Regions from separate parts of the Mus musculus genome. Here all the other regions are linked to region 3. The links are chromatin contacts, called in public HiChIP or PLAC-seq and promoter capture Hi-C maps. All regions are on one chromosome and are shown on one strand. Each heading gives the region's core, a stretch centred on a gene start, on an enhancer-like site or on the middle of the called end of the contact. The rest is flanking DNA. Distances are from core to core; before and after follow the strand shown.

Region 1 (6,943 bases), core at 4,357-6,856, 590 kb before region 3:
TGATGACCTAAATTGAGTCCCAGAATCCAAGAGAAAATCAGTGGCCCAAAACACCCTCTGATCTCCACAAGCACTCAATGGCATGTGTGGCCTATTACAACAAATAAATTGATATAAAAATACATATAATACACACACACACTTGCATGAGGCCTTGGGTTCAACACTCAACAGTACATATACTACATGTCTTAGTTTCAGGACAGGTGGTTCAGTGGGTAAGATACTGGCTGCTTTTCTAGAGAACTGGTGTTCAATTACAAGCTCCTGCATGTGTTGGCCATATCTGTAACTCCAGTTGCAGGGGGTTCTGTACACTCTTCTGGCCTCCAAGCTTGCACAAACACAGATGCAGGCAAATCCTTATAGATTAATCATGGATTTGTTTTTCATCTTTTTTATTTACATTTTTTTTTCTCTTCTGAGACAGGGTTTCTCTGTGTAGCCCTGGCTGTCCTGCAATTAGCTCCGTAGACCTGGCCTCAAACTCAGAGATCTGCCTAAGGCCTGCCAACCCAAGTGCTGGCACTAAACATTTGCATCACCACCTCACTCCCCAACCTCCATTTCACCACCACCCCGACAATAGAAATTTTTAATTTTTTTAAAATTTTTTATTAGGTAATTTTCTCTTTTGAAATTTTTTCTAATTAAAAGGAACTTTTCATGTTTTGGAGGATCAGGAGCCCAAGGGAAGGTGACAGGGACTAAGAGAGTAGATACCAAGACCTTATATTGTCTAACTCCACATCTAAGTACTGCCCAAAACCATTACTTCAAGGTGACTTTAGATTAGCGAGAATCAGAGACACTAAGGATGCGGAGGATGGTTTAAACAGCAGGGGGTAAGGTCACATTCCAGTAAGTGGGGAAACCTTCCTAGCTGGAGCTTGCAGGAATGGAAAGCCAATGGTGCAAAGGCTAGACCCGTTATCTACAGTGGGTGAGAATGCCACACCCCTACCCCCACCCGCAGATCCAGATTCTGAGGTAGTGTGGACGCCTTGAGAGGTAATTAAGGAAGGGCCCTTCCTTCAATTGCAGACCTTGCCCAGGGCTACAGGAATGTTTTTACATATGAAAGCTGCTCCTAAACACTTATCTCCTCCGGCAAGCATTCCTCAACTCCACCCCCCTTTAACTTCTGTCTGGTTGCTATTATTTCTTCTAGAAAATCTTGGAGAGAGTAGGACCTGAGCTGTTTCCTATTTCTACTACTTCCATAGACATCCATGGGTCTCCTTTGGTTCTTACCTTAAACTGCAGTTCTAGAGGCTCTTCTGGGGTTGTAAACTGCCCTTCCCCAACTCAGGAGCTCCCATTCCCTCCCCTTCCTAAACTGGCCCTACTTGTTCGCTCTACTTTATCTTGCCAGGGGTTGTAACAGCCTCCAATCTGTCTTGGATCAGGAAGCAGTTTCCATGGGGTATTTTAAGTGTAAGTTCCCCGGTGAAATGGAAACAAAAAGAATAAGGTATTCTGGGGACAGTGTAGGCCCACTAGGGTGTAGCTTGTTTTGTAAACACAGGACCTGAGTTTTGGACTTTGCCCTGGATTGTACCTGTCCCAGTGGGTTACCTTAGATGACACTAGCTTCATAATGCAAGAGGAGGTTAAGATGCTGGCTAGCGTTACCCACTTTGAAGGTACTGGAAAAGGAAGACCTGATTTACCCAAAAGAGGGAGATCTCTGTGCTTCTACCGCTTTAATTTTTTTTTTCTTTTTTTAAATATTTTTGCAGGACTGGTCACTGTAACTTTTTCCCTTTAGTAACGGAGCCATGCTGTCTGCCTCTTCCTTCCCCTCCAGGGCCTAAAACTTTAAAAATATTTGCAGGCTGTGTAGTCTGATGAAACATGTTGAGGGCCAGAGAGTTGGCTCAGTAGCCACTAGGCTTACGTTCAATGTCCCTGCCCACATGGTTACATGGTAAAGAGAAAGAACTGCCCCCAGCAAGCTGCCCTGCGGCTGTGCGCTTCCATGCTCAGATTACACGTACACACAGAGTAAATAAGTATAATTAAAAATTTTTAAAATTTCTTCAAATAGATCCTTCAAATAGTCCTCCACTTTTCCAAAATGCCTCCATAACCACTGTGATAAGGTCTTTCAAAGAAACCTGAATGTTTTCTCAAGGCTATGACCTTTTTTTTTTTTTTTTTTTTTTTGGTTTTTCGATACAGGGTTTCTCTGTGTAGCCCTGGCTGTCCTGGAACTCACTCTGTAGACCAGGCTGGCCTCGAACTCAGAAATCCACCTGCCTCTGCCTCCAGAGCGCTGGGATTAAAGGTGTGTGCCACCAAGCCCGGCCTTGTTTGTTTCTAATGGATGATCCTGGATTGTTTGGGTAACTCCAGAGTAATAAAAGGAATTCTTAGAGGCAGATACTTAAAGTAGAAGGATCCAGAAGCTTAGAAAGGGTTAGGCATGTGACAGAATGAGGGGGCAGAAACATGACGTGCACCCTAGTCAACAAGCAGGAAAGCCGGCACCTCAGGCATACAGCTGCGTAGAGCTAGATTTGCCGGCAACCCGATGACCAACAGTGAACTTTTCTCTGGCACTTTCACATAAAGTTTGCCTGCCACTGTGAGGTGCAAGGATACTCATTTCAGGTATTAGTTTTTCTGAGGGCTGGAGATGATCCTAAATTGGGATCTCCTATACTGCATGAAATAAGGAAAAGCATACAGGTTCTACACAAGTTCCAGGGCAGCAAGGACTACATAGTGAGACCCTGACTTAAAAATAAATAAATTAGGGTAAATTTCAAATCAAAACAAAACAAAACGACCAAACAAACCCAAGAAACAGACAACAAAAAGCCCACAGCACAAATCAATCTAAAAAGCCACCAAGGTCTCAGCCCTGAGGGAATTTTCTCCAGCCCCTTTTGAATTTTTTTTGGTTTTGTTTGTTTTTGTTTTTCCGAAACAGGATTTCTTTGTGTAGCCCGGGCTGTTCTAGAAGGCTGTAGACCAGGTAGACTAGAGTGGCCTGGAACTCACAGTGATCTGCCCACCTCTGCTCAGGAGTGCTGGGGTTAAAGGCATGTGCCACCCTGGGTAGATTTGGGAGGATGGTTTTAGATTTCGAACTCCTTCTTCTCAGATTAACTTGATGATGCTTATAGGCCTATAATGTAAAGCTCAAAGGCAGCCCAGGATAGGGCTGTGCCTGTGTGTTACTATAGGAGGCTCCAAGATGGAGGATACAATTTACATGACAGAAGATTAAGAAGCCTCAAGATAAGGAGAGCCTGGTGGCATAGCAATCTAATAAGAAGGTGAGGGAAGCTGGGCATGGTGGCGCAAGCCTTAATCCCAGCACTTGGGAGGCAGAGGCAGGTGGATTTCTGAGTTCGAGGCCAGCCTGGTCTACAAAGTGAGTTCCAGGACAGCCAGGGCTATACAGAGAAACCCTGTCTCGAAAAACCAGAAAAAAAAAAAAGGAAAAAAAAAATGTGAGGGAACCACATGGGCACAGAGAAGGGTCCATTTGCTGAGGAGAAATGAGCAAAGAGAAAGGCTGTCCAGTGTGAAGGGAGTGATTTAGCGGGCGAAGGCAAAGTCTCTTTCTATCTATCTTTCTTTTTAAAAAAGATGTATTTATCATTATATCTAAGTACACTGTAGCTGTCCTCAGATGCACCAGAAGAGGACATCGGATCTCATTAGGGATGGTTGTGAGCCACCATGTGGTTGCTGGGATCTGAACTCAGGATCTTCGGAAGAGCAGTAGGTGCTCTTACCCATTGAACCATCTCTCCAGCCCGCAAGATCTCTTTCTTGGGCTAAGAATCTTAAGAGATAAAGGTGCCAGACCATTATGCTTGTCATTTTGCTGTTAATCCATCCTTCCTTCCTTCCTTCCTTCCTTCCTTCCTTCCCCTCTGTCTCTCTCTTTTTAAAAAGATTTATTTCCTTAATGTATATATGAGTATACAGTAGCTGTCTTCAGACACACCAGAAGAAGGCATCAGACCCCATTACAGATGGTTGTGAGCCACCATGTGGTTGCTGGGAGTTGAACTCAGGACCTCTGGAAGAGCAGTCAGTGCTCTTAACTGCTGAGCCATCTCTCTAGCCTGCTATTAATTATTTCAACCCAGGATCTCATGCATGCAAGCAATTGTCCCAGCTCATTTACTTGGGTGTTTTTTATTGTTTTTGTTTTGTTTTGCTAAGCAGGTTCTTATGGTTGAGGCTGTCTTAAACTCCCATTCGTCCAGCTTCTCCCTCTCAAGTAATAGGATTACAAGCATTCCTAGCTGTTAAATTTTGAGGGTCCCCCCCCTCCTATAGCATCCTATGTAACCCAGATTGGGCTCAACTCTGATATCTGGGGGGTGACCTTGAACTTCTGACGCTCCTGCCTCAACCTCTGAGGTTTTTTTTTTTGTTTTTTTTTTTTTTTTTTGGTTTTTCGAGACAGGGTTTCTCTGTATAGTCTTGGCTATCCTGGAACTCTCACTTTGTAGACCAGGCTGGCCTCGAACTCAGAGATCCTCCTGCCTTTGCCTCCCAAGTGCTGGGATTATAGGCATACGCCACCACCGCCTGGCTTCCCCAGACTTTCAAACACACATACAACACAGCTACCCAGCATGGGTCCAGGATGGGGAACAAAACATCCTGACATCTTCCTCATGCGGCACCACCCACTAGATTCCTCAGTACCATTCACACGGAGGCCCAGAGCTCTATGCCTCTCTTTTGCCTTACATAGTGGTTGATTGATTGCCCCAAGAACAGAGGGGAAGGGAAGGCCAACCCACCACTTGAGAGGTTTGGTTCATGGGTGTCTTGGACAACAAAAGGACCACGTAGGAGCCCCGCTTGGACAACTCTCTGGCTGTTCTCTCCCTCTACGCACTTAGTCCCTGCTCCTTGGTATCTGACTACTTCCGAGCCCACTTCGTGTCCTACATTCTATTCTGATCTGTGGCCAAGCTGGGGTTCTTCAACCATTCATTTATAGAGCAGCGAATTCCCGAGAGTCTGGGTGGGGTGAGGTGGGAGCACCGAATGAGGAGGCTTCCTTGGGAAGGTGGGCCTGTGTTCTTTAGATGACTGCAGGGAAGCTCTGCAAAGCTTCTTCATCTGGGGTGCGAGCAGAAGTGACTCAAGAGAAACTTCTCGGGGCTGAAGAGATGGCTCAGCGGTTCACTGCCATCGGTAATGGGAGCTGATGCCCTCTTCTGGTGTGTCTGAAGAGAGTTAATAATGTACTCGCATAAAATAAATAGAAAATAAATAAATCGAGAGAGAGAGAGAGAGAGAGAGAGAGAGAAACTTTTCCCGTGTAAGAGAAAAGCCACCTGGGAGAAAAAAAAAAAGCCTCTGGATTCCATCCAGCGCCCTCTCCAGACCCGCTGAGAGTACTGAGGGCGTGGCCCGAGGAGTGATTGACAGCTCGCTCGGATCAGCCTGGAGACGACGGACTCCTGCTCCTTCTGCCTACTGATCCCCAGCTCTTCGGTCCCCAGCTTCTGCGATTTTGGTTGTGGCGCGGACCAGACCGGAAGTTCTGCTCAACGACTGCCTAGTCTAAAGAGGAACACCGGAAACGTGCTCCCGACTATCGTTCCGCCTGTGCCGAGGCTATCTGTTCCGCTTCAGCGCCCGGAAGTGCGGCCTTCAAGTTGACAAGCAGGAGGACCTGCAGGACCTGCTGCCTGAGGAGTCGGAGGTGGGGTCGAGCGGGCATCCCCCTGCCTCAGAGTCCCAGAGAAGGCTGGGGCGTGCCAGGAGCGGCACGCCTGCGTGAGGATCGGTGTGCACGTTGCGAACACAAGAGGGCGCTGCAGGATCGGGGCAGGGTGCGGAGGCGGGAAACTGGGGGTAGATGTAGCGGGCCTGAAGGGGACTCTGGCATAGATAGGGTGGGAGTGAGACAGGCTGATGGAACAAGGTGCATGGCATGGGTGAGGGAGTTGTAGCGAGAATGCTGTAGGAGATGTGGGAGAGTGTGCCTTTGTTCTGAGGCATTCAGGAAGGTTCTGCTGCATCTGAGGAGTCCGGGCGTTCGAGAAGTAGGGTATGGATGGGGTTGAGGAAGAGTTATGGGTTGGCATATTATTTGAAAAAGGAGGCCGCTTGGCAGAGACAGGTTCAAAGCCTTGGTGGGTTTGAAGAATTAATTCATCATCATAGAGGTCCCAGATAAACCCGGTTCGCAGGCTCCCTCTGGCGGCCACGTGAGGGAAAGGCCTGGAGGTGGGAGTGTGGAAGGGACCCTGCATGGCGACTTCCAGTAGGCCAGGCCAGTGGTAACTGACACAATGTGTGCAATACTCCGAGAGAAAGGGAAGGGTGTTTTTGTGTTAAGGATCTAGAATCGTTGAGTCTGAGATCTCAGTAGTCCTTTTGTAAGGGGCAGGATTAAATGGGGCCCTGCTCTGGGTCTGTCCTAGAGAGACAGGCTGGTGGTCAGGGCGAATCCTGAATCTTGATTCTCTTCCCTTAGAGCAGTGTATGCAATCTGATCCAAGGGAAACACCCTTGTTTGCTGAATAAGGAAACAGGCCCAGAGACCTGGAGATATTTGCTTGATGGGTTAACTGACAATTCTGATTCCCAGCTCCTTTGCGGAGGGCGTGTGTGTGTGTGTGTGTGTGTGTGTGTGTGTGCGTGTGCGTGTGTGTGTGTGTGTGTGTGTGTGTGTGTGTGTGTGATGGAAGAATCTGTCTTCCCTCAGTATGATTAGTGCCAGGATGATAGTCTCGGGTTCATAAGAACTATGGGGATTGCTAAACAACACTGAATTTCAGCTTGCTGGCCTTTCACATCACTGGTGCATTTTCAAAGCCCAAAGTTAGCACCTCTCAGGTGATGCAAAGAAGAAACAAGGTTGCAAAGGCCTTGTTATATGTACTGTTTATTTGCTTCCCTTGGGTATGGCAGGCACAAATCCTCAGCCTCAAGGGGTGTTCCTAAATGA
Region 2 (6,779 bases), core at 1,563-4,062, 620 kb before region 3:
AGCTCAGGCTTTAAGCCCCAGTTAAGGCCTTTCTCTGGGTAGCTGTGTCAGATTGGCTCTGGCCTTAGCATCTCCAGGAAAACCATCTTAAGGGCAGTGTGTCCAAGCTACTTCTGTGTGGATAGTTTTACTTATTCTTACCCCTTCATCTGGATACTCCAAACATGGACATAGCTTCAAGGTTAAGTAGGCAAGCCAAACCACATCACAGAGAGGTTGATCCTGTGCAGAACAAGGGGGTCCCCAGTCCCTATGACACTCTTATTCCCTCCAACTGTCAGTTGTGAGGGGACAAAGACACAGATCCATGTGGCAACCTCTAGCTGCCTGTGAAATACCCTAATCATACAGAGATCTGGACTCAGGACAAACTTAGATTCATGGCTCTAGTGCAGAAAAGAATTTCAGCTATAGCAAGTAAAAAGCAAAGTATGGATATTTTAATATAAGCTCTAAGCATGAGAGAAGTGCTCAGAAATAGACAACATAACATATAATCAAGTGTAGTTACATGTTTGCAGAGGGAGAATGGGGGAAGGTGGTATATATAGGACCCTCAAGGGATAGCCTCAATTGTATTAGCATTAGCTATAATACCTTTTTCATGGCTCTCAAGTCACATTCCAAACGGTTGCTAAGAAACTTGTTTCCTTCCTCTTTTGAAAAGGCTAGAGGGTGGCTGCAGAGATGCCTGGGATGGGATAATCAGAGAAGGTAAGACCAGAAGCTACTACATGTCTAGGACACACCTTTTTCCTATAATGGAGCTTCTGGTGAGATTCCTAGAAAATTGTAGGTCTACAGCTGAGAGGGAAGAAATGCCTTGAAGCAGCTGTTCATTGTACTGGCATTCCTACTTCTCCAAGGGAAAAATCAGGTTCAACCAGGCTACAGAGTCAGAGGCTCTATTCCTCCACCACCACTTTTTTTTTTTTTTTAATTTCATGTATGTGAGTACACTGTAGCTGTCTTCAGACACACCTGAAGAGGGTGTCAGATCCCATTACAGATGCTTGTGAGCCACCATGTGGTTGCTGGGAACTCAGGACCTCTGTAAGTACGGTCAATGCACTTAACCACTGAGCCATCTCTCCAGCCACTCTATTCCTTTCTTAAGTCCCCATAATTTTCAGTGTTGATCTCTCCTGTCTCACAGGCTACCAAAGATCCTGAGTTAAGCTAAGCATAATTTAGAATCCAATCTGAGGGGTAGTGAATGAACACAGGCAGGCAAGTGCTACCCCAGTCAGTAGAACTGTAGGACCAGAAAGATTAGCCAGAGCCCCATGTAGCCACAGCCATAGGACTTTAGAAGGGTCAGAAAAAGGAGGGATGTATCTGTAACCACAGCACTCAGGAAACAGAGACAACAGGAATAATGTTAGTTCAAGATCAGCCTGGACTACGTGCTGAGTTTGGACTACAGAGATGGATCCTATCTGGAAGAAAGCAAGCCAGAAAAACAACAGCTGCACAAAAATAGTCAGCATAGATAGTAACTGACAAAAATGGTAACTGACAAGACAGTAATGAACAGTTCTAGAGTGATTTGTCTGAGTCTCAGAATGAGCTAGCCTTAAAAAGTCAGGAGGAGGAGGGTGCTGCTGGCTAAGTCTGGAATGTAGAACCGCGGGTCATGCTGGGTGGCACAAATGCTGTCAGATGGCAAAGAGCAGAACAGAGTCCGAACCTGTTCTGGCCATGTTTTTCAAGCTGTGACCAGACAAGCAACAAGAAGCATTTAGACTCTGGCTTCGGCTGGATTCCTAGATGACAGCCTGAAGTCACTGACCCATCCTGAGCTATTTCCTTCTGCCTCCCAAGCACCCTAAGCTCACTCAACATAAGCCAATCGAGAGGCACAATGCCACTCGAGAGAGCCAATGCCACTTCTGCTGTTCTCTAAGCCGCAGTTATGAGTCCTATACCCACGTCCACCTTGGACCCTAGAACTACACAGTTGCTCACAGCCTGTTGCACAATAGAAATCTATTTTAAGGAACAAGAGTCTCGATGTGTTGCCTAGGGTATCCCTGAGCGCCTGGGCTCAAGCCAACTTGATGCCTCAAGCCTCCAGAGCAATTCGAAATTTAAACTAGTTTACATCAATCCGAATCTGGGATTGCGGTGGGATTAGGGGAGCCTGCTTCTGCACCCTTCGACAACGTCCCTTAAAACGTCCAGGCCCTGCGTTTGCTGAATCCTCAGAGAGCAAAGATCCAGTCTAGCCCGGTTCCGCTGCGCTCCGCGTAAGTGTAAGATTGAATGGAACCACCGAGAGCCAAACGGCCACTCACTACCCGCCTCGCTCAAAAATGGTCGCAAGCACTGCTTCCTACTCTACTGGGTGCGCGTCCCAGGAAGTACCCGCTAGACCGCCGAATAGTCACCTCCACAAACGGAAATACCCGAGCTTAACCGAAAAAGACCGAACCTCAAACTACAATGAGGAGGAACCAGGGGGCTGCAAGGGTTGCGCAGGCGCAGAGCACAGCTGAGGCAGGAAAAACCGAAGTGGGCAGGCGACGGAAAGTGCCGAAGCGGCGGGGCGCCCGAGGCCGTTGCCGACCTCCGCATCGAAGCCGCGCCTGCCGCGGAAGCTGAGCCTCCACCGGTACCCTGCGGTACCCTGCCGCCGCAAGCGCGGCTACCGCCTCCTCCTTCCACCTCACCGCAGCCTCCTAGCAGAGGGAGCAAGTAGGCGGGAGAGCGGCGGACCTGTAAAGGCCGGCGTCCGCAGCCGCAGCGGGGCCTCACCAGACCCAAGCGGAAGAGGGGGAGGAGGGCGCGGGGACCGTAGCAGGGGCGGGGCCGAGGATCGCCGAGTCCTCCCGAGCACCTCCGAACACACCCGAGGTGCTTAGCCAGGCCAGAGCCGGACTACGGGAGCCGAGGCGGGCCGTGCGGTGGGCGCGGAGCAGCGCGGCAGGCCGGGCGAGCGGCAGCGGAGGAGGCCGCGGTAGCGGGTCCGAGGAGCGGAAGCGGCGCAGGCGGCGGCGGGGGGCCGGGTGGCCGGGGTCCCGGGCCCCCGCGGCGGCGGGCTGCGGCGGCGGCGGCAGGATGATCAAGCTGTTCTCGCTGAAGCAGCAGAAGAAGGAGGAGGAGTCGGCCGGCGGCACCAAGGGCAGCAGCAAGAAGGCGTCGGCGGCGCAGCTCCGGATTCAGAAGGGTAGGGGTCGGGACCCTGCGTTCGAGGTCAGGGACCGTGGCGAGAAAATGCGGCCCCTGATATTTGGTATTGGTGGTCAGGTTTCGAGGGTTGTGATGCGGGACTGGGGGTGCGGTCACTAGGGAGGGTCATAGATTGGGGCGTTGGGATACTCGGGCCTGGAGTGTTAGGGACGCGGAATCTGTTAGGGGAGGGGTATAGTTTTGAGAGTCAGACGAGAACTTTGCTCTGGGGTGCCGTGTCGTGAAGATTGTGAAGGTTACGAATTGGGAATAAGTGGGAGACGGTTTAGTGTTTTAAACTGGGGACTCGTGGCCCAAGACTCAGGTCCAGAGGGTCAGGCAGAGCAATTTTGAGTTTGAGGTGAAGAGGAGGGAGAAAAGAAGGTTACAGGAACTAAAAAATGTGAGTGTGGGTCAATTTAAGCTACCATACAGGAAATCTCAAGGATGAGATGGGATCTTGGGCTTGTAATAAGATGGAGACGAGGAAGGACAGTGGAGGTGGGTGGTTGATGAGAAGGGGTGACTTAGTGTTGGGGGGCCGGTGTCATGGTCCTTGAATTGCGGTGGACAGATAAACAGTAGTGAGTGGAGATAATGACTAGAGATAGAAAACCTCAGGTTTAAGGTGCTCAGGGTTCTTGGAAGCAAGGGTTATGGGAGTAGAGGTTCTTGGGGACTATGTTGTGGGAACTTGTGGAGGACTTAGCTGGGTAAGGGTTTTCCCAAGAGATGGGCAGTTATACTTGAAGATGCTTGTATATGGGATACTGTGTATCCAGAAGAGTCCACGTAGAGACTGGAAAGTGGAAAGAATATGGAGTAGTACAGACTGAGTTAAAGTACACCACACAAAGCTCTTCAGGTCTAGAAAGCGAACTTATGGGTTCTGCTGACACATGCCCAGACCTCCTTTCTTTTACCTGTTTCTCTCCCTTTCCATGCTGTCCAAACCTAGACATTAACGAGCTGAACCTGCCCAAGACGTGTGACATCAGCTTCTCAGACCCAGACGACCTCCTCAACTTCAAGCTGGTGATCTGTCCTGATGAAGTAAGAGTAAAACAGGGCAGGATTCCCAAGAACAGACCAGGGGTGGCCCCATAAGAGTAGGGTCTTCATTCACTCTCCCCCTTCCTCTTCCAGGGCTTCTACAAAAGTGGCAAGTTTGTATTCAGCTTTAAGGTGAGTCTCAAGTGTACAAAGGTAGCTCTGTGGAGAAGACTGGGTACAACCAAAACACCTTCCCATCTCCTTTCTCTTTTTACACCTTCCCATCTCCTTTCTCTTTTTCTGGAGCCAGGTGGGACAGGGTTACCCACATGACCCTCCCAAGGTGAAGTGTGAAACAATGGTTTATCATCCCAACATTGACCTCGAGGGCAACGTCTGCCTCAACATCCTCAGGTGAGGGCACTGCCTTCCTTTCCCTCCCAAGACCTGCCTTCCAGGTATCCTCAGCCTTCTGTGGACACTGCATCTATCTCTGTCCTTCCCTCCCCTTTATGGTCAATCTGTTTCTGTCTTAGTTGTTTTTCTAATGACCTGACCTTGGCTTTCTCTGTGTCCTGCCCTGTCCCGTATCTTCACTCTTAGATCTCACACTTCAATGTTAAAAGGCCTTCTATGGGCCTAACCTGTTCAGTATTAGCAGGGCCTGTAGCAGCCTCCCACTCACCAGCCCCTGATAACCTTGATGCTCTCTGCCCACAGAGAGGACTGGAAGCCAGTCCTTACGATAAACTCCATAATTTATGGCCTGCAGTATCTCTTCTTGGTAAGTAGGGTTAGGCATTTGAAGCTGAGGGTTTGTTGGCCATCTGCCTCTCTCTTGCCTGTTGACTTCCACTTGTACCGGCCACAGGAGCCGAACCCTGAGGACCCACTGAACAAGGAGGCTGCTGAGGTCCTGCAGAACAACCGGCGGCTGTTTGAACAAAATGTGCAGCGCTCCATGAGAGGTGGTTACATCGGGTCCACCTACTTCGAGCGCTGCCTGAAATAGGGTTAGCAATTACCCATCCCTGCCAGGGTTACCGGCCCAGGCATCCCCTGCAAATATTTATTGGGGGCCCGGGTAAGGTGTGTGGGGTAGCCTTGGCCCCTGCCTTGGCCTTGCCTCTCTTCCCTGTCACCTGCCCCTAGTTATTTTTTTTTTGACCACCACGTGATTATGGTCGGTGCTGCCTCCCCCCCGACCTGCTCAGCGATGGGAAATGAATTGGCTTGTTTAGCGCCCCCCCCCTCCCGCTGGGTGCTGTCCAACTCCCCACTCTTGACTGTGGGGTAAGTGGGCAATGGGCCTGGGTCGCTAGGCCCAAGCAACCCACCCCACCACCACTGGAGGTCCCACCAGGCTATTAAAGGGGAATGTTACTGCATGGCCTCTGCCTCTTCCTTCTGTGGGGTGGGAGGTACAAGTGAGGTCCACCAGCGTCTATAATGAAGATAAATGTGGCCGTGGATTGGGTGGGACCACTCACTGGGATGAGGTGCAAGCAATGGAAGAATCGGCTAATTTCAGCTCCTGGACCTTACACCAACATAAGGGAGCCTACAAGTCATTTCCAGGCTTGCCCCTTTATGCCATGTGTGGGCCTAATTTGGTTCGAGCCAAGCACTTGCTAAAATGCCATTTATTAACTGCCCAAAAGTGGGTGGAGTATGGGCCTTCCAGAATGAATAGCCAGTCGAGCTGTGCTCCCGCCATGGGCCTGTGAGGCTGGCTTGGGTGGGACCTGTACCTTCTGCTGAGGTGCGTGGCCCTTTGCGCATGCGCTTCTGTGGCTGGCTGTGCGCGTGCGTCCTAGCACTTCCCAGCATTCCCGGAGAGGGTGGGTCGTGTGACGTCAGGTCGCTTAATCCGGAAACGGCGGCCGCAGCAGGGGCTACCGAACCGAGGGGTTGTCGTTGGTGGAGTCTCAAGGCTTCGGAGGGGTAGAGGCGTGACCCGGAAGCGGAAACCCATCGTTCTCTCGGCTCCGGTGAGTGGTCTCTGCTGAGCCGCAGGTCCCGTTTGGTAGGCAGCGTAGGAGGGGGCTTTGGGCCGAGGCATCGGATGCCGCGCGGTCCGCCTGTCCCTACCCACATCGAGGTCTTCACCTCTTCCTGCCCTCGGTACGCAGGCTCAACATCTCCAAGACCTGTTCAGTGTCTGTCACGTCCTGAGCCTGAGAACGTCACTCCTACGCCCGCGAGCCTGGTTTCCTTGGCATTCATGCCCATTACCCCACCTTAGGGCCCAACTTCACATTTCAGAACCTACTCCATTCTATCCTCCCTTGTCGAGGGGCCTCACAACTACCCCCTCCTCAGTACTCAATCACCTTGATGTGCCTACTCAGGTCTGGGTCCCTGGAACAGTTCAGAACCACACCCTTAAGTCAGAAACAGGCTTGCCCCATCGTCTGTGGAAGCAGAGCAGAGAGTAGAGTGGGTGTGCTTGAGTCAGAAATGTATAACTAGTTCTCACCGGCTAATCCTTTTTGACTACTCAAGCGTACCTCCAGTTTCTACACCCTATCTACTTATGTGACCCTTTCTGTCTTTTGCTGCCCTGGGCCCTGCACTCTACAGCTAGTTCTGACGGTTGTCCCAGACCTGCTGGT
Region 3 (6,961 bases), core at 145-2,644:
CCTACCCTCTCTCCTAGCACTGCCTATCTCAGGGTCATGTTCACTCTGGACTCTGTCTGGCAATGCTCTCCTCATGTGTACAACAAACCTCCTCCACCATATCTAGGAGCAAGGCATTTTTAAATTTTTAAAAAATTTCATTCAGCAGTTTCTTGACAAATATATATTTGGGGCAACTGGAAGACATAGTGAATTTATAAATTCTTAAGGCAACTGCTTCTTTGGAAGTTGAACAAGACATACTAAATGAAAAATATAAAATTGGATCTGCGCATTAGGCACAATCACTAGAAAATAGGTAGGAAAGCAGCTGTCTGTGGGAACAAGAGGCAAAGATGTCCCTTTAGCTTCTGATCTACGGTAGTCAAAACATTGTTCCTTATCTTCCATACAATGTACCCAATTAACATTGTTTTTGTCTTGTCATTAACTGAGTATACAGGGAGTTAAAAATTTAGTTATCAATGATTTTGAATGAAAGCGTTTGAACAGCAATAAAAATGCATATTATAGCCAAGCCAACAGTTTTTGCACACATATGTGTATGTGTACAAGTACGGGTACAGGCATGGGTATAGGTATGTATGTATGATGTACACACACACACACACACACACACACACACACAGAGAGAGAGAGAGAGAGAGAGAGAGAGAGAGAGAGAGAGCATTTGTGTGTGAGCACTGGTGAGGGGTTCTTAAAGGCACATGGGTGACACGAATATCTGAAATACCATAAAGTCTCATCCATCATGGATGGGATGACCTCTTGAGAACTGCATCATGGAGTCCCTGAGTGTATACATAAATATACAGATACACAAGCACACATATAGTGCCTAAACTACTATACGGAATATGTTCATTTGAATTTGTTTCTTTATAGCCTCTTGATGCACAAAGAACTTCATGGTGTCTGAAATAAGACATCATCACAGTGGCTATCAGCCATACAACAGATCCCAGGAATACTGAAACAGTTTTATTTAAGTATCTTTCCTCGCCAGAAAGCTGTAGTCACAAACTCATATAAGCATGCCTGTTTTCTTTTAAACTAAGTTCATAGGGGTCAGGCTTGGGGGCAGGGTACCTGCCTGGGGAGCGACGGAAACTACATTTCCCGGGATGCAATACGCGAGACGATGGGGGTGGAGTTGAGCCCGTGGAAATTCGGCATTTATTTGTATTATTATTTTTTGGGGTGTGTGTTTGTGGACTAGTGCGCGGTTCGTGTCTGGAGCTAGATTTCCAGCGTGGTCTTTTTGGTGGTCGTTTAGGCGTTTCTGAGGTTTGTTTACCTAACTGGAAGCTCGGCGAGGTGGGCAGTTCTTATGGCAGAGCGCAAAGAGCTGCTCTGTGTTACAGAGGCCCTGCTGAGGCCCAGCGACTCCGCCCACATGCCCCGAGCCAGGCCTAGGGAAGAGACCTCGGCGACCTGGTCCTTGCTTCCTCTACAGAATCCAATGGCTGTGGCCATGCACAGGAACATAGCCCAGGTAAGTGCTGCGTCTTGCGCTGTCACCCGAGCGCTAGAGCCCCGGAAGAGGCCCCATCATGACCCTGAAGTTCCTAGTTGGTGCTCCTGGCAGCAGAACAGCTGTGTGCAGGGGTTTGTGAGTGTTGCAGAGGGATGCCTCCTGAAAGGGCTGCTAGGCAGGGAAGATTTTGAGTCCTAGTAGCCAAGTGTTTGTAGAAGCAGTTGTGAGGTCGATTTGCACCTGAGGAATTTGAGTTTAATTCTTCAGACACCGGGAGCCAGTGAGAATTGTGAACAGAGATCCTATTCGGGAATAGGATTCTAAATTTTCCTGAAGTTACTCAGAGCAAGGACAAACAGGAGGAGATATGAGGGGCAGGAGAGAGTTGTGCCACCGGTGTGACAGCTCTCAGGTGAGATTCAGAATTGTGGACCACTGCATAGACAGATTTGTAGTAATCCCAGGCCTTCTGACCCCACGGTGATCAGGGTCACTGTGTGACTGAAGCCTGTGAAGACCGCCTATGGCTGCTAGATTCTAAGAGCCTCCTCCTTTTTTCAGGTTCCCCTGACTTCAGAACCAGTTATGGAGCTTGGCCTGGTAAGTGGATCCTGCCATTACCCTCATGCTACCAACAGGTTTTAGGTTAGTGGTGTCCTTGGTCTATTATCTCAGTGTGCCCTAGTAGCCTGGTGCCTTGCAGTCTTGAACAGGTTAGGTACATAACCCAGAGATGTGTAGGCTGTGAGTTGTATGAAATTCTTGGCAAGTGTGAACAGAAGTGTAGAAGGTTGCTTCTCCCACGGTGTGTGCCAGTATGTGCCTGTGCCTGAAGGGGAGACTGAATTACTTAGGCATGTGCAGAAAGATCTTTCTCCTTAGAATAAGGATCAGTGAGGTGAAGGTGTCAGACCCAGAATAATTCTCTGAAAAGCAGAATGTGTACTTTATATGTAGAAATGACAATGGGAAATTTGGGTGTGGAGAAGGCTGGCAAGCCAACTTATTCTCCTCAGGCTCCTTGTTGCCGGCTGCTGCACGGGAAACCGACTGTGGAAGAAGGGAAATGGTGTTGTGTAGACAGTAATTCTGTGGAGACATGAACAAGCATCTAGGAGTCCCAGATAGGGAAGAGAGGACAGACCAAAGTACAACTTGGTAAGCCAGTGAGCTTTACTGGGGTTACTTACAGGAGTATGAGTGAGGGAACATTAGATAGCCGTGTCAACAAAACCCACCCCAGCATGGATTGATGACTCTAGGAAACTGGAACCCTAGAGCACATGGTATAAACTTGGAGATAGTGTGACAGGTTTTAGTGTCTTTGCTAGGCATCACATCTGGTCTGATCACTTCGACTATCTCTGCTCTTTATACTGGGCTGAAAGGGGTCTAGTGCATCACAATGTAGCTCAAGCTAGCTTTGAACTTGTGACAGTCTCCTAAGTACTGGAATTATAGGCATGAGTTATAATACCCGGCTTCCACTGGTAATTGTTGGTGGGTGTCTTAGGGCTTTATCGCAGTGAAAAGACACCATGACTCTGGCAATTCTTAGAAAGGAAACATTTAATTGAGGTTGGCTTATAGTTTTAGAGGTTAGTCTGTTAACAGAAATATGTAATCTCAGTCAGTGGTTTTGCCCTCCCTTTGATCATTTGGTTCCTGGATAAATGATACACAACTTTTATTATTATAATAAGCCTTCATCAACACTAGAGCTGGGCAGATATCTACCCTCTATGCTATTAGAATCTATTTCTCCACCAATAACCCCAAGGCATAATTTGCCATGTTCCATCTGGGCAGCTCTTAACTCCAATTTGCTAGCCCTCATGGCTATATCATGATTTACCTAACCCATGGTGGCTTCCTCTTCTCTTCACCTTCTATCTGTTTGTGCTTTTGCTCAGACCTCAACCTTGAGAACCTCAAACCTGACCTGTGTCTCTTCTGCCCAGTTGGCTGTCAGTATCTTTATTTAATCAAGGACCAAGGTCATGCTGTACACATGTGTGGAATCTCTGTGGGCAACCAGGCTTTGGGGGTCAGTGTCTAGCATTACAATACATAGTAAATGACCAAACCTCAACATTAGTTCATTATTGTCCTGACAGGAAGCATGGCAGTGTGCATGTAGACATGGTGTTGGAGGAGCGAAGAGGTCTACATCTTGGTCTGCAGGCAGCAAAAGGAGACTGTGTCACTGGACATAGCTTGAGCAACTGAGACCTCAAAGCCCACCTCCATGATGATATACTTCCTCTAACAAGGTTACACCTCCTCCAACAAGGCCACACCTCCTAATAGTGCCACTCCCTCTAGGCCAAGTATTCAAATTCATGAGTCTACAGGGGCCAAATCTATTCAAAACACCACAGTGGGTGAGGTTGAACCAAAGAATAGCATCAGGTAGGATACCATCATTACAGGGTTGGGGCTGCTTTGTAGTGGGGTCTGTGAGAGGTTGGGGAATTCCTCAAGGACTCTGTGGATCCTATGTGTTGAGTAACCAATGGGTAGGCCAAGGGGCTGCTTCCAGTGTGTAGCTATGGTTGTATGTATAGAGAGGTGTGTGGAACAAAAAGGTGGAAGTGCAAATTGATGATCTCAAGGTCTTGACATAGTAATGAAAGTTGCAAATCCTTGTTTGGTTGTATATGGAATGAGGGATGGGCAGGACTACTGGGCAGTTCTATGGTAGTAAAGCATGCAGCTCTACATGCCAGGGCCAGAATTAGATGTTGCCTATCATCCTTCTATGTGTTAGTGATGGGCATGAGTAGTCAGTGAGATTGAGAACCTGGTGTAAGTAGTACTCAGGCCTATATCTCATCATGGGCAGATAAGATTAGATGGGAGATGTGCATTACATTGGAGTCTTCAGAAGGAAATGGATCATAAACTTCTTTTTTTCCTATGATTCAGGGCCATGTAATCCTGAGGGTGTAGCTGTGGGAATGAAATCATACAAGAAAAGTACGATTCAGAGAGCTGTGTTTGGGAGTAGGGAGATGGCTCAGTGGGCAAAGTGCTTGCTTTTCATGGATGAGGACCTGAGTTCAGATTTCCAGCATCCATATAAAGCATGGGCCCTGTGGACCATGTCTGTAACCTCAGCAGTGGGATTGAGGGTGGGGAGCAGAGACAGGAAGATCCCTGGACGTCACTGGCTAGCCAGTCTGGTTAAACTGCTGAGTTCCAGTTTTATTGAGAAGGCGTATCTCACCAAATATGACAGCAAACATTTGAACATGACATCCAACATTGACCTCTTAGATGCACAAATGTGCAGAGGTAGCGTGAACTAATTTCCCCAGAAGTAGTAAAGAGTCTTAGGATAAAGAGGTGAGCCCATGTTCCTTGGGTCTGGAAGATTTTTAGGGTCTTCAGGGCTATTGTCTGATAAGACAAAATTTAAGTTAGCCTATCTTCTCTCTAACCATTTTTCTCCCTAACCAGTCTCTGTGACAGCCACGGCATTGATAAGAGGGCATAGTAGCCTTCATCCTAGGCCTTGAGTTTAGATTTTATCTTTCTGTTTATCTCCCTGTGTTTCCATGGAAGGGTACAATATCAGCAGGCAGAGAGTGGGCAATCAGTAGATGAGCGTCTCCTTTGATATGACATGGAGAATATAGAGAGCAAGAGATGTATATTGGGACAACAAAAGTGGAGTGCTTTGAGTTGGAGTCCAGAAAGAGAAGCCGGTTATAAGCTAAATTGTTTCCATTGTGATAGGATGTGTCCTTTGAGGATGTGGCCATTCACTTCTCCCAGGAAGAGTGGGTGCTCCTTGATAAGGCCCAGAGACTCCTGTACTGCAGTGTGATGCTGGAAAACTTGGCACTTGTGGCATCTCTGGGTAAGGTCCTTGCATGGCTCCCAGTGTCCAGAGTGGTGTCTACCGTTATTTTTACCCAAGAGTGATTGCTATCTTAGGAGTCATAACAAGTCTCAAACTTTCTCTACTGTGTCCTATGCCTTGGTTTCTGCCTAGTTCCTGTAGTTGTCATTTCTTTCTTCTTTTTCTTTTTTTTCCCTTTTGGAGGCAGTGTCTCTCTATATAGCCCCAGATATATTGGAATTCACTATGTAGACCAGGCTGGACTTGAACTCATAGAGATCTGTCTTCTTCTGCCTCCCGAATGCTAGAATTAAAGGAATGTACCAGGCTTAGTTGTCATTTCTTTATGGCTGCTTTTGTGAGGAATTGCCAGTGTTGTCATGCTTATTTTAAAATGAATTGTGAGCTATTCATGAAGGAGTCTTAAGCGTTTTGTTATGGTTTCTTTCCTATATACTATTTTAGATTAAGTTGCTATAAGTTAGTGTGGGTCACTCACATGTGTGCATTCTCTTCCTCCCTATCTCTCTTTCTCTTCCTCTCTCTCAATATTTGCATTTTTCATGTCTCATGTGTTTGGGGATGCAGGACATATCTTGATTGCCTCATAGAGTTGATAAATCAAGGTTGTCTTAAAGGAGACCGGACCTAGTGGTAGGCATGTAGGGAAGGGTATGTACATATTGTATCAGGAGACAGCAGAGTACCCACAGTGTTTTAGTAAAAGATTCACCCATATCTCATTTCTATCTTTACTCCATGTTTACAGCTTTGGCATCTTGTCATTGCACCTGCAACTTTTGGTTCTTGGCTACCTTTATGCTCTGTTGTGTTCTTAGTTTTGACACAAGATATTGTGAGGCACTTACATAGCTTTAATTAATCCTTGATTACTAGCTTCATTTGGGGACTTTTGCTCAGTGTAGACACATCCCCAATAGACACATCCTGGTGATGGCTGTTGGCTGAGGAATTGCTTGCAGACCCTGCTTGTCTTTTCCTGCATCTTATTCCTATGTGTTTTGTCTGGTGTGATAAACCCATTCTGTATTTGAAAGCAGCTCCCTCAGTATGTCTGCAGCTCTTTTGTTCTTAGAACATTCCAGTGCTTTCATTGCCTCTTTTCCATTATTTTTTCTTCTGTGACAATCCCTTGTCTATGTAGCACAGGCTAATCTCAGACTTATCAACCCTTTTGCCTCACATTCCCAAGTGTTTAGAGCATGGTATAATCTAAGTCCAGCTGTGTTGTTCCTTTTTGTGTCTAGCTTACCTTTGTGATGTGCTTTCCCTCTCCAGCATTACTTCATTAGCATCTCAACATGTATTTTTCTGATTTCAGGTTCCTGTACTGGAATGGGGGATGAAGACGTAACTTGTGAGCCTGCAGAAGAGGTGGTGTGTAACACAAGTCCATCTCCCCAGGAGACTCATCTCCTTGAGATACCTGTCCCAGCTTTGGAAGAGGCTTGGCACCAGAATGAGTTCTTGAGCACACAGCCTGTGCAGACATTAGATTTGAGCAGAACAGGTTCCGGTTTGAAGGAAGACAGTAACCGGCATTGGAAGAGTTACAGTGGTGAAAAGTCCTGTGAAAGGGATTCTCACAGGGCTACAGCTATGTCAAGTTGCAGATC
Region 4 (6,470 bases), core at 897-3,396, 860 kb before region 3:
AATGTCTCCAATCATTGCCACGTTTCCAGGGGGCAAAACTGATGACTGAAAACTACTACATTAGGGATCCACAGCCTGCAATTAATTAACTAATTAATTAATTTTTCCCATTTTCTAGACTACTCAACACTAGGAAATTTCAACTTCAGGTCTCCCTCAAGGTCTTCTCAGAAAAGGCAGCTATGAAGCAGAAAACCCAGGGTTTTAGAGAATGAATTATGTGGACACTCCCTCTTGCAAGGAAGAGGGATGGCAAGAATCAGGAAGCTCAAAACACTGAAGAGGCTCAGAAAGTTGTAAGACTCACTAGCCCCTCCCCAAGGTTTACATAAGTAGTTCAGCAATTGCTGAGGGTGAGGGGTCTCTTCAGTGGAATTGCCTGCAGGTTGAGCAGATAGCTCCAGGGATGCAACTTTCAGAAGTCATCACCCATGCTGAAGTGAGCTTAGGAGTGATGTAGTTGCCTCTGATGCATCAGCTTTCCTATAGGTAACACCATATAACTCAATTGTTTTACTAAGCTAAATTTTGGTGGAATCATTTCTTTGGCTTGTCATCAATGCCCTTATCTGGGGTGAATGTTAGCTCTCATTTTCCCAGGAAACATCACAACACAAAGTGCCTTGAGCATGGCAGGGGCCTTACATAATACTTCTCTGCATGTTGGCAGCAGAAGTCTCTCCTTTCCTCTCTTGCTCTTTTTTTCTCATCAGTTGTACCTGAAAAAGAAATCCAAAGACCAGCTAAGGATATTGGCTGTGCCAGAGACTAAGACTTGGGGGAAAGGGGAACACAACTCTTAAGGAAATAAAAGAACAAGTGTATTCAGGGACTGCCGAGACGGCTCAGTGGGTAAGAGTGCCTGCTGTTAAAAAGAGAGAGAGAACATGAGTTTGAATCTCCAGCACCCATGTTATAATAATAATAATAATAATAATGTCAGGCAGGCATGGTTGTACATGCCTGTAAACCCAGCATTATGGGATAGATACAGGTGGATCTATCTTAATGGTGACTGCTCTCCATAGAATGAGAAAATTTTACTGACATTTATTTTTTTTCACATTTTTATTCTTTGAGAGTTAAGTTTCGTTATCTGCCCCCTTCCCCTTTATATTACTGAAGATAGAACCCAGGCAGGGTCTGTTGCTGCTAGGAAAACACTGTACCACTAAGCTATATCTGAAGCCTTCCTTGGCTGCCAAATGCCAAAGGCCAGCTTCCCTTTCCAAATGTCCATCCTCACCCTGACAACTTCCCTCTGTCCTCCCTGTTCAAGTTTCTCTGCCTCTTCAACTCCATATACACTAAGCAACAAGACCTGACCCTCCCCTAAGTGTCTGCAGATCTCCAGTCTTATCCCATCCGTGCCCCTTCTGGCAGCCAAGCTCACCTTTTCCCTGGCTCCTGACACTCATCGCGCCAAGCTTCTCTAGTCTTCAAATCGGACCACTATCTGACCAATGACGTCACCTTGCTTTCATTACAAGCGTCCCATAACACCAAGCATCCCACACCGATTGATAGCAGGCGTCCAGGGTGAAACACCACACTCAAGCCTTCCTTTCCGGCCCCAGGCCGCCCCTCTTCTCTTGGCGCCACTAATTCTGATGGCCACGCCCACCGCCAGGCTTTCTCCCTAGTCACGCCCTTCCAAGCCGCCACCAGTCCTCCGCAGACACCAAAACTCCTGCGGCCTTGGTCAACCAGTCAATCAGTCAGCCAGTCAGCCAGTGGCTCTCCCTGTACACGGCTCCTTGCTGCCCTCTCTCCTGCGCCCTCGGTCGCCGCGACGTCCCCATTCCCGTTCCGCTGGCCGCACCCGGAACCTGCAAAGCTCACTGGCGACAAGCGCTCGGCACTCTCGCCGACCCCAGCCCCAAGCCCGTGCCCACGTCCCCACTTGCCTCTCCAAATCACTTTGCCGGACGCCGCCACACTCGCTCACTCGCTCGCTCGCTCGCTCAGAGACGCAAACCCGAAATCCCCAAATTCGCGCCACACAGATTTCGCGCGCACTTTGGCGGGAGGGGGCGGAGACGAGCAAGGGCGGGGGCCTGCGAGTAGCGCGTGCCGCAACTATCGCCCGGAGGCTGCTGGGAGTTGTAGTCTCTAGAGCGTGAGGCAGCCTAGAAATGGGACAGAGTGGGGAGAGGGAGGGGCGCTGTCCCGCACAGCATGCTGGGAAGCGGCCCCAAGCCTGTCCTCCCTGTGGATGAGCCGGTGAGCCTGCGAGGTCGTAAGGGTGACAGTCGGGGAGAAGAGAAGGGTTGGTGGAAAGCCACCTTGCCAGGCACTAGGGGAAGAAAGGCGGGATACCGCGCGGGGCATCCCGGGAGCAAGGGCCGGGCTGGGCTTGGGCGCGAGGCATTGTGGGAGGTGGACGCCGCTTTGGGTTGGGTAGGTGAGTTGAGGGGGAGGGGGCCGGAAGGGTGCACAGCTTTAGGAGTGGAGAAGCACCGCTATGTGGGATGGTCAGGCCGGGAGGAGCAGCGGAGAGACAGGTTGAGAGAGTCTCGAGAGGTGGGAACTGGATAAAAGGGGCTGTGCAAGGGACAAGAGGCTCAGCGGGACGTGGGGGCCCGGGGGAGCATTAGTAGTGAAGAAGCCCATCTGAGGACAAGGCGCCGTGTCCAAAACGAAGATACACATTGAGAATAGTAGCAATTTCTGGGAAGAGGGGACTGCAACTTGGCCCAGGAGGAGAATAAGTCTTAGGAGTATGGACCAAAGATGACTATTGGTGACACTTCTGAGTTGAATTTGCCACAAGTGGGCCACACCCCTGTAGGCGAATGATCCCTGACTGGACATGGGCAGCACATCTGGAGATAAGAGCATCTCTGGGAAGCAAAAAACACAGATCAAAGTAGCAGTTCAAGGCAGTCATATCTGAGGGGCAACAGCTGCACATTTGATACACCTAGGGAGAAGAAAGGTGTATGAGGATTATGACTGGGATGAGAGATTCATGCCTTAGCTATGAGAGTAGATATGAGTTACACTCAAATGTAGACTTGTGGGAAAGGGAGCTACAGATGAATGGGACTACTAGATATTATCACCAGGCATAGGACTCACATCTGGAAGAAGGAGAAATCTTAGCAAGAAGCTGGGAATACATTTGCAAAGATGCTCACAGCTGAGCTAAAGGCAAGATATGTAGAACTGATTCCATTTGTACCTAGAGGTCACATCTAAGGCAACTGGAACTAGGATTGAAATTGATTAAATGCCAACTGAATCTGGGAAGGCAACAGGTGAACCACAAAAATGGGATGGAGATTCCTATCTGGAAAGCAAACAATGAAACCACTTTGATTTGTCTGAGACGTACCTGAGGCAGCAGTAGCTGATAAGACAGTCTGATGATGAAATTGTGGTAACCCAGGTGGAGATGGGTCTGATGTCCAGCTCTTCTCCCCACTTCTACTCAAGGTCCCAGGATGGAGCTGACAGAGCCCTTACCGAGCGCAGCCGTGCAGAAGGAGGAACAGGAATTGTTGGATCGAACTTTCTTCTCTTGGGCTGAGTTCAGCCGCTTCTTCGACAAGTGGTGCCAGCAGCGACTGGTAGTCTTCTCGGTGAAGAGCTCCACACGTGTGGCACGAAGCCCCTGGGCCAACACGCCCCCACTCTACAGGCTTATCCACGTGCTCAAGTACAGCTACGTGCTGCTGGTGTGCAAGGATGTGCGCATGCCCAACAAGTCCACAGCGTGGTGCGTGAGCCTGAGCTGTGACCCTACAGGGGGAGGGGAGCAAGGGGTGAGCCAAACAGCTTCCAACCCACAGGTTTAATACCAGGGAGAGAAGCCCACTGATTCTGCCAAGTACAGAAAAGCCAGGCAGGACAGATTCAAGGAAGGATACTTACTGAGATGGAGTCTGAGCCAGGAAATAAATAAGACTCAATACAAAACAACCCAGACTTGATATACAGGGTTTAGTAGAGGCCATTGTAGAGAGTGAGAGGCATACTGAAACAAGCCAAAAGACAGGGGAGAATTGATTGTCCCCCAAATACCAGAGCCAGCTAGCGAAGTTGGTGGGCCAGGTCTTGCACATCTACAAAAAGCAGCCTGGAAGACTGAACTGTGAAGAAAGCCATAAGAAAGGAAGATATCTCCAGTCAGTGTAGAACCAGATCCTGTTCTGGGAGCTGGGGTTATTTTAGATTAAAATCTACCCATCTGGAACTTTCTGACTGACCAGAAGATTCGTGTTAAGAGTAAGTTTGTAGGTAGTTCCTGGCAAATGGGTAGTACCACCAAAGGGTTGGTAGATAGTTAAAAGAGAGCCACTTGGGACTAAGGAAGTCTTCCTTGAATATAGGACATGACAAAACCATGCTTCTATGTAGCAAATGGTCAGCTGCTGGAATTCCTTTAAGAGTTCTAGTTTCTGCCTTAATCTACTATTTACTGCATCATGCTCAGAGCTCCGCTGTTCTGTCCTGCCTCTCTAGTGGTCCCTGTGTATGTCTGAGAGAAAGTTTGAGAACTTTAGTTTGAAGCCATGGATAAGAGCAGAGTACTTAAGAATACAGGCTATGCCTTTGAGCTGCCAGATTCCAGCCCTACCGCTTACTGGAATAGGATACCATTGGGCAATGGGTTTCACACCTCAAACCTCAGCTTTCGCATCCCTGATATGGGGCTGTCACATGTATACTTGCTACTGAGGACCACTGTGAGGATATATGAGCATGCATAAGAAAGCATTTTACCCATGTCTGACATCCAGGGCAGCCAATTAAGTGATAGTTGTAGGGGCACAGACTCAGGACTGGTGTCAACCTATAATTATGGTCATGGAGAAGATAACATCACCTTCCTGGGCCTCAGTTTGCACATCTGGGAAGCAAACACAGAAGTATCTGTGTCATAGATTTTGAATAAATGAATTAGAACCTATTAATTATTTGGAAGGGCATCCAACATGGAGTAAGCACTCCATAGCTGTTCTTACCCCAAGTATATCGACATTTGTTGTGGGGGTATGCTCTGGTTCTTTCTTGTTCTTTATTGTAGAAGTGGAGCTTCAGAGGTCTAGCACCAGAGCAACAACTTCAACCATGTGTCCTCACACAACTGTCTAGTGAGTGAGCACTTGCAAAAGAGACAGGCCTAATCCAGAATCTGCCTTTGCTACCAGGACACAATTCAACATTTAACAACCATTTATTGAGTACTTCTTGTGTGCATGCTGGGTGTTTTGAGACCACAGTTGATTATCCCAGCTCTTGAACCACTGAGAATCTAATCTAAGAGACAATGACTAAAAGAATGGAAAGAAGGGAGGAGAAAGCGCAACATAGAGGAAGAAAGAAATTTCAAAGAGCCACATACAGTATTGAGAATCAAGTTGAGAGTGAAGATGGGAGGTGGAGAAAAGGAAAGTGGTCCACTCTACTTAAAATCTTTTTTTTAACATGTATTTATTTTGTGGGGAAAGAGGAGCATGTCACAGTCTAGGTGTGGAGGTCAGAGAACAACTCGAGGGAGTACATTCTGCCCTTTCTCCATGTGGGTACCAGAGATCCAACTCAGCCCCTTATCAGCAAGCACCTTTACCCACTGAGCTATCTTGTTCTTGAAATCTTAGGGGAAGTTCTAGAAGAGATGACAGTAAACAGGTCCTTGGAAAGTTTTTTTTAATATATTTATGCATGGACAGTTAAAACACACACACACACACACACACGGTGTTTACTATCTGTAGTTGTTGTCCCAGATGTTCTACAAATGCCAGGAAGAACAATTGAGCAGGGGTTCTATGGAATGAGAACAATGCCCTAAATTTGAGCCTGGTGACCCAGTAGACAGAGATTGGTTCCTTGGTGGAAAGCTCTGTGGTAGGGGGTTGGTGGCTAGTTTGGGGACAGTGACTTGAACATATTATTTCTAAGCTCTTGCACCTGCCCTACCTAGTTGCACAAAGCAGAGCCTCTCAGATGCCACAATCCAGGGACAGGCCATGGCTTAAAGTCTGCAGCAGGGAATGTCCAAACCGGGATCTGGCAAGGCTGAGCACTGGGGCTTTATCCTTGGAATACTGAAGAGTTCCAAAAGGCTGTAAGCAGAGTCAGGAAAATCTCACCCATGCTGGCATGGTCTAGAGGACAGGGTTGGTAGGCAAGGAGGAGGCTAAGTATCTGGGGAGTATTTGAAGTAACCAACTTTCCAGAGATTCAGTAGCCTCAAGTTGCGCTCTATATACCTCTAAATTTCCAACACTAGTGGCATTTCTCCTATCATTTTTCTCTGTAGAATAGTATTCCTTAACCCTTCCCAACATACTCCAGCCTTCAAAAACACAAAGTCTTTAAAATCTGCAAGATGAAGGGAAATTATGTCAAGCAAGTAAGATGGCTCAGTGAGTAAAGGTGCTTGTCACCAAGCCTGACCACCTCAGTTTGATCCCAGGGATCCAGATAGTAGAAGGAAGCAAATGATTCACACAAATTAT

The links. Promoter capture Hi-C pulls out the DNA fragments that hold promoters and counts their contacts. HiChIP or PLAC-seq counts read pairs in DNA pulled down with a chosen protein or histone mark.
Region 1: a contact with region 3 is called in a promoter capture Hi-C map of hippocampal neurons, with 2.3 times the contacts expected there. The contact joins the promoter of Zbtb45 here to the promoter of Zfp551 in region 3. A contact is called at or near these places in 3 of 39 promoter capture datasets (cranial neural crest, embryonic stem cells and hippocampal neurons), 4 of 484 Hi-C or Micro-C datasets (the C2C12 cell line, cortical neurons and embryonic stem cells) and 1 of 115 datasets of contacts at active chromatin or transcription factors (embryonic stem cells).
Region 2: an H3K4me3 HiChIP or PLAC-seq map of stem cell-derived neural progenitor cells shows a contact between it and region 3, with 3 times the contacts expected there. The contact joins the promoter of Ube2m here to the promoter of Zfp551 in region 3. A contact is called at or near these places in 1 of 39 promoter capture datasets (embryonic stem cells) and 3 of 115 datasets of contacts at active chromatin or transcription factors (extraembryonic endoderm stem cells, large pre-B cells and stem cell-derived neural progenitor cells).
Region 4: a contact with region 3 is called in a promoter capture Hi-C map of embryonic stem cells, with 2.3 times the contacts expected there. The contact joins the promoter of Zswim9 here to the promoter of Zfp551 in region 3. A contact is called at or near these places in 2 of 39 promoter capture datasets (embryonic stem cells and hippocampal neurons) and 1 of 9 other capture datasets (adipose tissue).

Annotation. Positions count from the first base shown.
Region 1 is chr7:13,008,515-13,015,457 of GRCm38.p6, reverse strand. Zbtb45 (zinc finger and BTB domain containing 45) reads left to right here and starts at 5,606. Exons shown (of 3, transcript NM_001360833.1): 1 at 5,606-5,822. RefSeq lists a cis regulatory region at 621-1,329.
Region 2 is chr7:13,034,011-13,040,789 of GRCm38.p6, reverse strand. Ube2m (ubiquitin-conjugating enzyme E2M) reads left to right here and starts at 2,812. Exons shown (of 6, transcript NM_145578.3): 1 at 2,812-3,169; 2 at 4,130-4,224; 3 at 4,318-4,356; 4 at 4,475-4,578; 5 at 4,885-4,948; 6 at 5,036-5,670. The coding sequence starts at 3,061. The coding sequence ends at 5,176. It overlaps Chmp2a (charged multivesicular body protein 2A), which reads left to right and starts at 6,013. Exons shown (of 6, transcript NM_026885.3): 1 at 6,013-6,155; 2 at 6,748-6,779.
Region 3 is chr7:12,416,924-12,423,884 of GRCm38.p6, reverse strand. It overlaps Zfp551 (zinc fingr protein 551), which reads left to right and starts at 1,394. Exons shown (of 4, transcript NM_001033820.3): 1 at 1,394-1,495; 2 at 2,039-2,077; 3 at 5,219-5,342; 4 at 6,667-6,961. The coding sequence starts at 1,397.
Region 4 is chr7:13,274,397-13,280,866 of GRCm38.p6, reverse strand. Zswim9 (zinc finger SWIM-type containing 9) reads left to right here and starts at 2,146. Exons shown (of 5, transcript NM_177312.4): 1 at 2,146-2,223; 2 at 3,439-3,721. The coding sequence starts at 3,447. It overlaps Lig1 (ligase I, DNA, ATP-dependent), which reads right to left and starts at 2,041. Exons shown (of 29, transcript NM_010715.3): 1 at 1,908-2,041; 2 at 646-719. The coding sequence starts at 662.